Regions from separate parts of the Rattus norvegicus genome. Here region 1 is linked to region 2. The links are chromatin contacts, called in public Hi-C maps. All regions are on one chromosome and are shown on one strand. The core of a region is the stretch at or near the end of the contact, and the rest is flanking DNA. Distances in the headings are between cores, read along the strand shown.

Region 1 (5,745 bases), core at 3,116-5,615, 240 kb after region 2:
CTTGTATATCAGAAGAAAAACTGTTAGCTCTGGCTTCCCGAAGGTCCCGACAATCCCTCACTCAAATCAGGGACTCAGACCTCCCTAAACACCAGCAGTAATTTCGCCAAGCCAACCCTTGAGTAAGTCTGAGAAAGACATTTCAAAGAGACACATGCCTATGGTGCCAGCTCCTTGGAATGCTGAGGCAAGAGGAGTACTTGGGCCACGAGTTTAAAGCCAGCCTAGAACAGTATAACAAGAATTGATTTAAAGGTAAAAAAAATAGTGAACAACAACAACAAAATTAGAGAAAAGGCTTCACACAGTTATGAAGCTAACAACCACACACACCTTAACAGATGTGTGTAGCCCTGTGGACTGACCTCTTACCACCAGTGTAGTCCCGTCTCCAGTCTGTTTGGCTGTTGGTACCTTTTCATTGGGAAATGCTATTCCACAGATGTAGATTGCACTGTCATTTGGAGACAGCCTGTTAACAGTGAGGGAGACTCGGTTCTGGTCCAGGGTTTCTTTCACTGTGAACTTGTCTGCCTCATTTCTGCATCCGTCCAAGCACAGAGCTTCAGGCTGGTGAGTGCCACAGCGAAACCACAAGCTTTTTGGTTGCACTGCAGGGCATCCAGTTGTAGAAAAGGTACACTCCATGGTGACAGTCTGAGACGTGTAGTCCACCTCTAGGTAACCTGGCTGTAGCACAGATACAGTACAGGCGCCCACCACACCTGTGAGGAAGCACATGGGTGTTCAGGGGCTTTGTTGTTGCTGTTTCTTGGCACTGTTGGGCCAGGGACCGGTCAGCCTCTGTTTCTTGTCCTATTCCCATTTTTAAAAAAAGACTGTAAAGACAACAGGTGTCCTTGCCTGTGTTAACTCATTGTTGTATTACCTCATGGTTGTTGGTGTGCCATCTGGCTACCTGAGGACAACCTCAGAGGTACTCCTGTGATCATTCTGACTATTGGACTAGTGTGCCTGAAGCCAGAAGTACACACAGTCCTGACAAACGTTCCCTTGATCTCAGGCCACCCTTTTAATCTTGGAAGAACCAGTTTCCTCTTGTGCACCCCTTGCTGTGGTATGTGATTGAGCCTTGGCAAGTTTTTTGTCTGTTGGAGGCTGGGTTGCCTAGAGATGAATCTGGTGTCCATTTGGGAATTAGGATAACAGGAAGGATGTACCTATGAGAAAATGCAGCCCTGGCTTAGCCCATGGCCTCCCCAACTACTGTAGAGCTGAGGCCAGAGAGTCCCCTGTGCATTAGTTACTTGACTTACTATATAGTAACAAGGAGATCACAGACTGGAGTTAGACTCCACCTCTGTGATTGTAGCTCAGAGTGCTGCCTGGCTTTCCTATCATGGTGAGTGGGATGTTGCTCCTTTGTGCCGTTAATGTAGAGTTTAAATGAAATGAGCCCCAAGCCACAGTTTCTAATAGGATGTAGCCGTTAATTGCTGTTCTACCTGTACTAAAACTCGCCACTCTGGAGGTACTTGGAACTTGAGTTTGCGTCTTGACCTTCTAGCCCAAGACACGATGGAAAACCACTCAGGTGCTTCTTAATGGGAAGTCTCCTTAGGCCCTTTTTGAGGCAAGGGACCACCACATGAAAAGTGGTATTGGTTGAAGCAGCTGTGAGTTTTTAGTTCAAGTTCTGCCTAATTGTATAGGTCAAATGGCCTCAAAAATAATGGGCCAAATGGTCTTATTTATCCTACTCTGTTCCTGAGAATGGAAAAAGTCCAAATCCTCTGATGCTTGTATTCATTTAGCCGAGGTTCTCAACCTTCCTAATGCAGCTCTTTATACAATTCCTCATGTTGTGGTGACCACAACCATAGAATTACTTCATTGTGATCTTGCTACTGTTAGGAATTGTAATGTAAATATCTGATATGCAGGGTATCTGTTACTCAATTCCAAAGGAGCTGCAACCCACAAGTTGAGAACTGCTGATTTAGGAGCCATGGTTGTTTTTCACTTAACATTTTGTCTTAAAGGTTCCCAACCAGAGCAGCAGAGGCAGTAAAGTTAGCCGCAGGATTTGTGAGAGTATTCCCACATTTCTCCTTGAGCATTGTGTTCCTTGAGGTAAGCTGAGGCTCTGTGCTGACTGGCTGAGAAGAGTTAGGAGTTAGTCAGCGGGGAGTACCACCTAGCTTCTTGTGTGCCAGGAGGTCCAGCCGAGGGCGGTGGGCTCCCACTAGCCTGTTTACTGCAGGGACTGCTCTGCAGACTGGAAATGGATTGGTCCTGTTGGTCCCACATGCAGACAGAACCCCAGTCTCGGGTGCCTTTCAGTTGAAGATTTAAAAAGTAAGCCAACCTTTAACACAGTAAGAAATACTTGCAACTTGGGAATTTCCTCTTAGTCTCTGTTGGGGAAACTGAACAGGCCAGGGGAGGGGACAGCGTTGTTCCTTCCCCCTCCCGTTGAGCAACATTAGTCAAAAAGAGAAGTCTGGATAGTGTCTCACTAAAGCCCCTCCTGTGAAGGTTTTCTTTTAGGAATTCCTAGGTTCTGTAGTTTTTTGTTTTAAATCAGTTTCCACTGAAAATGTTGAAAGTTGAGCTCCGTGGTGGAAGTAAAATCATCCTACTCCTTTTTAAAAATGCTTAGGAAATAAGTAGAGAATTTATTTTGGATTCCTTGAACTTATGTTGTGTGTGCTTATGTATGTCAGCCTGTTCAAGTGTGTATATGTTTGTGGGCATGCGGGCATGAATGTACAGATGTGTGTGGAGGCCTGAGGACAGCCTTGGTTGTGTTCTTTGGAATTACTTACTTTTGTTTTCCCAGAGAGGGCCTCAGTAGTTGAATAGGCCAGGCTAGCTAGTGAGCCCTGGGGCTCTGCCCAGCTCTGCCTCCCCATCACTGAGATTGTACGTGTGTGCCACCAGGCCTGACTTTTTTTTTTTTCCCTTTTTTTTGGAGCTGGGGACCGAACCCAGGGCCTTGCGTTGCTAGGCAAGCGCTCTATCGCTGAGCTAAATCCCCAACCCCACCAGGCCTGACTTTTGCATTGTTCCACTAATCACATGTAGGTCCCTCTGCTTGCATAGTAAGCACTTTACTGAATTAAATCTCCAGCTCCAACATTTATCATTGCTGTTAGCATCAGAAGCTAACCATTACTGTTATTATTTGTGTTTTTAAGACAGGGTTTCTCTGCGCAGCCCTTGCTATCCTGGAACTTGCTCTGCAGACCAGGCTTTGAACTTAGAATCCTCCTGCCTCTACCTCCTGAATGCTGGGTTTGCAGCACCACTGCCCTGCCCAACATTTATTATTATAGAAAAATGTCAAACATGCAAAAGTAGCCACCTTGCACGGTGGACTCAGCCTTGCCTGCTTTACCTTAGGCTTGTCTCAGGTCTCCTCACTGTCTCATCTATTCATTCCTTCGTTATCCTATCTGCAAGCATTTCATAATAGAGCTGGAAAGATAAAGCTTTTCTCTCATGCCAACCAAGCACTGTACACAAGCAGTATGTATTCATTGCAGACAGTAGAGCAGTATAAGACATTGCCGTGGGTCCTTAGCCAGAAGAGCCACTGTTAACATGTAGGCATAATTCATTCACTCCTCCCCAGCCCCTTCTCCCCTCCCTCTGAATTTCTCCTTTCCTTTTCTTGTGTGTACTGGAGAGCGAACCTTGCATATGCTAGGCAAGTAGCCTACCACTAGGCTACTCTACCATTTCTTTACAGATGAGAAAAAATTAACTTCAAGAACATTTGCTCCATTTCTTGCCCTGCAATCCAGATTTTGTGGGTAAATCTTAGATTATTTAAACTATGATGAAAGAAATAACTTTTATAGAGCTAGAACAGGTACAGATAGAATTTAGAGATTAGTTATATTATCAGGTGGCTTTTTTGTAGGACAAGTTACAGCTTTAAAACCCAAGTTCTTTTCAGCCTTTAGAAACATTGTCTTATGAAAGTATTAAGCTAATACTGTGCAGTGTACAGTAGTCCAGAGCTTGCCTGTGGGAACTGACTGAGTGACCAGCACAAGTGGTCCTGAGCAGATTCTCTCTGGTAAGATGTGCTCAAAGAGCAGCCAACCAAGGGCTGATAGAAAACGCATCTTCAGCTATGCCTCAGTGCCTAGTTCTGTGGGGAGAAGAGACACTGCCGTACTGTAGTGCTGCCTTCGTAAGTTATCTGCTAGGAGCTGAAAGTCTTCATGATTAGGTGGCAAGCAGCAGTTTACCTAGTGGAATAGAGAACAGAAAACCCCTTACCAACTTGAAGAAGGATCAGGCTGATTCCTAGCCGGAGGCCCCTCCTGCTCGTGCTCACAGGGCCCATCGCTGGTGCATGTGCCGCCTTTTCCACTTTTCTCTCTTCAGAAAGGAAGAAGTAAAGAGAGGAACTCATATTAAGGAAGCACAAGCAGGAACTTTTAGAAATTGCATAAGCATGGTTTGTAATAAGTTTCACCATTTAAAGTTGAGATTTCAGTCTAAGCATGCATGCATATTAGAAATTATCATGGGCGTCTGATAGTCTTTGTGGAGGTTGCAGGAAGTCATGTGCTCCTCAACCAGTGCCTGACATTTTAGAGTGTTCTTATTGATGTGCTCTGCTGTTGAGTGCCTCTCAGGGCTAGAAACTGCTAGGCGTGAGCAGCAGCAAGAGGCCATGTTTCCTGTAGGCCTAGGAGAAAAAACCAGGGAGTGACCAAAGCATCTGGTATGGTAAAGAAGCACACAGCTGCTGTCAAGCCTGTGCGCCTGGCTTGAATTCAAAGATTTCTTAATGTTGACAAGCGATGCGGATATGTCCCCTGGTGCTTGTTTTGGGTCTGAGTCACACACAGCACCCTCTCTCCCCCAGCCTGTACTAGTCAGGTGGTTCTTTGTAAGTAGCAGGAACTCAGGCTGATCAAGCAAAAAGAGACCTGTTAACAGGACTTGATGTGGCTCTTGGAGTTTTAGAAGGCCTGGAGAGCCTGTGACTTCCCAAGTGAGGAAGAGCTTGAGTCACCCTGTGAAACTAGTCTGATGCTGTGCACTAGGTGCTGCAGACGCTGTCATTATCACCCACTCATCTGCCCACCTCCCTACCCACCTGATGTTATTGCCCGCACTTGGCAAAAGGCCTCATTCTGTGTCGCCAGCTCATTCCAGTTTTGGCAATAGGCTAAGGTGTGGCACCAGTCCCCTGCTGCAAGAAGACCAGAAAAGCAGCTTCCCTTCCCACCAAGAATTAACTCTCCCAACAGGGATCAAATGCAGTGCTGGCCACTGAAAAGTGTCGTCTTTACTGTTTGCCCTGTGCTCTGTTACCTGCTGGTGTGTATCTGTCCCCTTAGCATTGGAATCCTTGCTGTGAATTTAGTGGCATGTTATCAGTCTCTTTCAGCTCCATATCCAAATGGACTTTTGGTTTTGTCTGTCTGTAGTCAGGGTGTGGCTTGCAGGGAATGAAACCTTGCCTGCTTCTCGTACTTCAGGCTCCTAATGCGCATAGGCTTGGAAGTGATTGACAAATGACTTAGGGAATGGATCACCTTCTCTTGTAAAGCACATGTGTTTCTGTGAATTGAAATTCCTCATGAGTTTATTTTAATTTTCAGCCAGGCAACTTCTAGACAGGAAGTTGAGTAAGTGTTCTATGTACATGATTCTTGTATGTCCAAACCTACTTTCTTTCTTTTTTTTTTTTTTTTTTTTTCGGAGCTGGGGACCGAACCCAGGGCCTTGCGCTTCCTAGGTAAGCGCTCTACCACT
Region 2 (5,571 bases), core at 2,833-5,332:
ATAGGAGAGAGGGCCAAGTGTGGTGCCTCCAGCACCTGGGAGGCTGAGACAGGAGGATCATGAGTTCAAGACCAGCTCAAGCTACCTAGAGAGTTTGAAGCCAGTCTGGTCTTCCACAGTAAAATCCTGCCTCAAAAGAGAGAACTTGAAGACCAGGTGCTACCACCCAGCCCGATCCCCTGAGTTCAGTCCCTGAGACCCATATGGTAGAAGGGAAGAATTGATTCCCCAAGGTGGTCCTGCACGATTCACACACGTGCCATGGCACATATGCACCCACAGGCATAAACACATACGTGAAACAAGTGCATGAAATGTCATTAAAGAGAGGCTGAGAAAACAGAAATTCCTGAGCCTTCTCAGATTTGCTTGCACTCTTCAGACCATCACTGTTACTTGGTGCCATCTGTGACATATCTCCTAGCTAACAGGCCCCTAGCAAATGCTGCCGACTTAAAGAATCCAGTGACCTCTGTAAGGGACTCCTAGCAAAGCAAACGATGCCCCAGTGGCTTTGTCCGGAGCCCTTCTCACCCGCCCTCCCCCACAGCTGCAGTGATGGAGTTTCTGCACCTAGCACTGAGACCTATCTGCACCATCTCCCCACTACTCACCCGCAGTGAGGTAAGTGGGGTGCTGAGGGGTGGGGGAATCCCAGCTCTGCGCTGTCCTCCTCCCCTCCTCATCTCCACCATTGCTGAACACCTCGGTCACACGATTCTTCTCTGTGGTCCCAGAACCTTCCATATAGACCCGAAACTACAGCCCATTCCTTTCTAACGCTCCCTACCAACTAAGTCTTTGCTCAGACTGTATTACAAACTGAAAATTGGACCACTCCAAAATCCTACCTCATAGCTGTCATTCCAGCTGTAAGTGGCTTATCTTCTAGCCAGAGCTCCCAAAGATAGGTCCCATAGCAGGCGCTCTTTTGAACCAAACTCTGAATGTATATGTTGCTGTAAAATGAAAAGTTTGAGGGGCTGAAGGAGAAGGAGGAAGAGGGAGCTGGAGTGCCTGGCATGGAGAAGCCGCAAGTAATAAGGGATTTCACAGCTGGGGAACAGGGTAGTGTAGTGGTAGATCTGCCCAATCTAGGCGCGAGAGAGAAGCCACCGAGAGAACATGGAAGCGGATGTAAAGATTCCTCTCTGCACATTTACAGGTTGTTATGATTATTCTTAAGGGATGGATGTGTACGGGACTTTGTATGTTTAGGTAGGCAATTATATCTTATCAATTGGATCAGAGGTTATATATAGTGTTGTGTGTTCTTTCATGTGGCGATTTAAGTTGAAGAGAGTGCGGTGGCTAGAGACGCTGGACCACCACAGAGTTGGGATGTGCATGTCTGGCATGGTGGCAACCTGTCTTGGGAACTAGATGGGTAGGGAGATTGCTGCCAGGCTCAGAGAGAAGCCATTGGCAGTGTGATATGGGATGGAGCAAAGTGGGTGAGACGCTTTGCTGACTGAGATGAAAATATCTACCAGATATCTTGGGGCACTGGGGTGCCAGATCTAGTGCGGAATAAAAGCATTTTACTTTTTATAATTTTACAGCAACAATTTTTATGTGCATATATATGCATGCACAAACACACACACACACACACACACACACACAAATCCCCAGTGGCCCTAGGCTCATCATTTAAGTTTATTTACTTATTGTTAAGTGTGTATTAAATGCCTTCTATGTATAGAATATCAATACCATTCGCATACTTATGGTGCATAGTTTGGGGGAGTTGTCTTGTTTTTTGAGACAGGTCTCACTATGCAGCTCTGTATATCCTGGAACTCACTATGTAGAGTGAGCTGGCCTCCGGCTCACAGAGATCCACCTGCCCCTTCCTCCTGAGTGCTAGGTTGGAATGTGTGCACCATCGCACTAGCAGACGTGTGTGTGGTTTTATATTTGCTTAGCATGTACCATCCAAAAAGAGGACATCTTGGCGCTAGAGAAAGGACATATCAGGTTAGAGCCCTCACTGCTCTTCCGACGACCCAAGTTTGATTCCCAGCACCCACATGGTGGCTCACAACCATCCATAACTCCAGTCCCAAGGGATCTGACGCCCTCTTCCGGCATGCACACAATGCACATGCATGCACTCAGGCAGGGCATATAAAATAAACAGTAAGGCAGCAGGTGGTATTTGGGGCCTCTCTCCTTTGATTCCTCCTAGTGCTAAATTAGCAAGGGCAAAAAGATTGTGCTTTTTAGTTTATGATGAGAAACCGAGCGCTGGAGAAACTGGTGGCTTATGCAAGATCACACCACACTGGAATTAGTTTCAGGATGGCAAGTTCACTGCTCCTTAAGATGAAAGGAAGTGGGAGCATGGAGAATGTTTCAGAGAAGCTACAGCCTACACCCTTTCCAGGTCGATGGGGGATAATGACGGTCCTTTAATGTCACTTGATATTCACCGCTGCTGGAAACTATTACCCTGTCCATGTTCAGAGGGGGAAATTAGAGACATAGTGAACACAGTGAAGCTGCCTACACAAGATCATTCACTTACAAGGTACTGGTGGGATTTGAATCCAGACCTAAAGCTTTACCACTAGCTTGTAAAATACCAGGAACCAACAAGGCCAAACAGCTGGCAGGAACTGTAGTCAGGCAAGAGCTTGGTTACCCTTCCTCTTGTCTGAAGTGTGGGTTTGCGGGTTAACTTCTTGGCTCCAGGGCAAAGGGTCTGGGGCCGTTTGGGAGCTATGGTCAGTTGCCATCTGCTGGCCCGTCTGTGAGACACCAATCAGCTTTTTAGCATTTAAAAACCTTTCATTCCTTGAGCACCTACTGTGTGCCAGGCACTTCACTGAGCACTGGAGGTAAGAAAGACTTGATCCTTACACCCAGGAAGTTCACAGTCCAAAGAGGAAAATGTTCTAGAAACCAGGCAACTCAACGTGGTGATAAGCATTACCCAGAGATGTGAGGAAGAATTTTCCAGCAAGCAGGAGAGGCACCTACGCCCTGAGGTCACGGTTAAACCTGACCTCTGAGAACACTGTGCTAGGACCCACTCTGTGCTTGCCTAGCTCACAGCTATGTCTCCCTGCTTGGCTGGCTTTAGGATATTTACTAACCTGCATACCTCCAAGCCCTGAACTCACTATCAGGGGCAAAACAGGCAAGGATTAGTCTATTTCCCTCTCTGGGGTCCCCAGACCAGGGCTTGGCCCCCATGGGAGAATCATGAAGCCAAAGTCCAGCTAGAGAATAACAAGCCAGGTGGGAGAGCATCACCAGACCCCAACACGACCAAGAATATGGCCACTTTCTAAAGTGGATCTCCTATGTGACCGTAGGCAAGTCACTTAACCTCTGAAATTCAATGTCCAATTATGCTAAGAGGAAATAGTGCCATCGCAGAGGACAAAAGAGTATAACGGCCCACACCCGTGCTCATTGGGAGTTCTACCATCGATAGTTGTCATTTATTGCCCTGGAAGAAAGTGGGCCTCAGGCCAACTGGCAGCAGGGGAAATGCAGCTCAGACTTAAAGAGGAGGAATCACTTGTTCGTAATTGAATTCCTCTCTTAGGGTCACTTAGTTAACCAGCTGAGAGCATAGGGAGGCTGTTCTGGAGGTCCTGTCCACCATTGGCCTTGAGCTGGCAACAGGAAGCCAACATCCTTCTTTGGGGATGTTTTTCTGGAGAACCGCATTCCACTACAGGCAGGAAGCCTTCAGCCTGTCTTGGCATTCAAGAATGCATTTAAGGGCCCCCAGGGGTCCAGAACGAGGCTAAGCTAGGAAGAGAAGTAGAGAAGAGGAATGAAACAGGGTGAAAATTTAGCAGAGCCTGAGGGTGAGATACAGAAAGGGAATCGAGGAGGCGGCGCCCTCCAAGAAAAAGATCTCAGAAAGGAAGCCTCCCCTCCCTCCTCAGGAAGGCATCGCAGGAATCAGACGCAACTAGTCTTTAAACCCGTGTGACCGAAAGGCAGACTGCCCTTCCCCTTTCCATCAACAAGGCACAGGATGCTTTCCCACTAACCCAGCCCTCTGCTGCTCCGCCTCTCCCATAGGTGCTCAGCATGACCGTGACGCACACCTTCCAGATTGCCAAGGCCCGCGCTCAGCTTGGCTACGCGCCGGACAAGTTCAGCTTCGCAGACGCAGTGGAGCGATATGTGCAGGCCACGACCCCGCAGCCCTGCTGTTGCACCGTGCTGACGCTCCTGCGGCTGCTGCTCCTGCTGCTGCTCCTGCTCGGCTTGCTCGGCCTAGCCCTGTACTTTCTAGGGCTGCAGCCTTTGCAGGCGGTGGTGGAGAGGCTCTGATCCGGACCCCAAAGCCGGATCAAGCCCACGTAGGCTCTCTGCGCTTCTTCCTGGCTTTGACCTCCCGGTTTAGGCCCGCCCCTGCTTTTTGGCCACACCCCGATTCCTGGCCATGCCCCTGCTCCTCTCTCTAAGCTTGTCTTTCTGGAGTTTGGGCCGACTTTCCCTGCTTTTCGCTCCCTGATTCAGTGTGGTTCTCTTCTGTGAGGTTAGGCGAGGCGGTTGATGAAGTCCCAGCCTCTTATCTTACTTCTCCTTCCCAGCTATTTCCAGTCCTACCCAGTCTAGCCCTCTCTTTCCTACTCTTCCCGATCCTTCCTTTCTGCCTCCATCTGTACACAGAAACCCCAGCGAGGTCGCTTCTGTAAGGACAAACCTTGGCCCCGCCTTCGCGGTTGGTCTAAATGCTTGAGTTCTGGTTGGTGGAGTCTTTGGAATTGAACCTGTTTTCTGCCTCCTTCTGGGACCTCCTCCCTGCCATGGCTTCTTTGAGTTTATCCTGATGCTGACCACCGACCTTTGTGTTGACTAGCTGGGGAAGGATAGCCAAGCCCAACTTGATAGCTTTTGGTTCCCAGTTAATGGAGTGGAAATGACTCAGCACAGTAAACGGTCTCAGTACTAAAGGAGGCAATGGGGGAAGAAAGTTTGTAAAAGAAATGGAATGTCTCATAAAAAGTACCAATATAACAGCCGAAATAAGAATTTGGCTGATCATATTTTATGATGTAGTTTGTGCGTGCTTGTATGTGCTATCAGAGGATGTCGTTCTTGGAGCTGTCTTACTTTATTTTTCCAGACTGGTTTAGAGTTTGGAATTTGGAATGGGTCGGCTAGGCAAGAAGTCTTAGGGATCCACCTGTCTCTGGCTTCCCAGAGCTGGGATTGCAAGCATATGTAACCTCACCCGGCATTTTATGTAGGTGCTGGAAATGGAATTCGGGTCCCCATCCTTGTGTGGCAAGCACTTTACCCACTGAGCCATTTCCCCAGCCTCCGTATTTCAGTGTCATTTGTATCTCTTGATGAGTAGTGGTCCTCGCCATCATCTTTAAGAGTTTAAGCCCACAGACCTGCCCTCTACAGAGCCCGCACCTCCCTGCCATCATGGTATGGATCTCAAAATAACAGTGTGTAAGCAGATCCACAGATCTCCATCATCTGGTGCACATGTGGCATTAACTGAATAAACACCGTAGACCCTAGCAGAGAGTAAAGTAACCACTGGCTGCAGTGGAGGAAAGAGAAGGTACTAGTCAACCTTCATAG

What was found. Hi-C and Micro-C count contacts between places; a contact is called where the count stands out from the background.
Region 1: a contact with region 2 is called in a Hi-C map of Schwann cells, with 2.3 times the contacts expected there. The contact joins the promoter of Igsf6 here to the enhancer-like site in region 2. A contact is called at or near these places in 4 of 12 Hi-C or Micro-C datasets (the A7r5 cell line, Schwann cells, hepatocytes and 1 more).

What each region holds. Positions count from the first base shown.
Region 1 is chr1:185,047,591-185,053,335 of GRCr8, forward strand. It overlaps Igsf6 (immunoglobulin superfamily, member 6), which reads right to left and starts at 4,366. Exons shown (of 6, transcript NM_133542.3): 1 at 4,255-4,366; 2 at 366-725. The coding sequence starts at 4,321. All of the region lies in intron 4 of Mettl9 (methyltransferase 9, His-X-His N1(pi)-histidine), which reads left to right.
Region 2 is chr1:184,809,044-184,814,614 of GRCr8, forward strand. It overlaps Sdr42e2 (short chain dehydrogenase/reductase family 42E, member 2), which reads left to right. Exons shown (of 12, transcript XM_039101193.2): 11 at 551-624; 12 at 4,048-5,021. The coding sequence ends at 4,302. Among named protein-coding and RNA genes, the nearest start is that of Trnal-uag1, 5.7 kb to the right of the region's middle. Within about 2 kb of position 4,083, at least 46 of the 93 cell types and tissues checked have an H3K27ac peak or open chromatin away from gene starts, as enhancers often do. A contact at or near this core is called in the A7r5 cell line and Schwann cells, where this site is marked.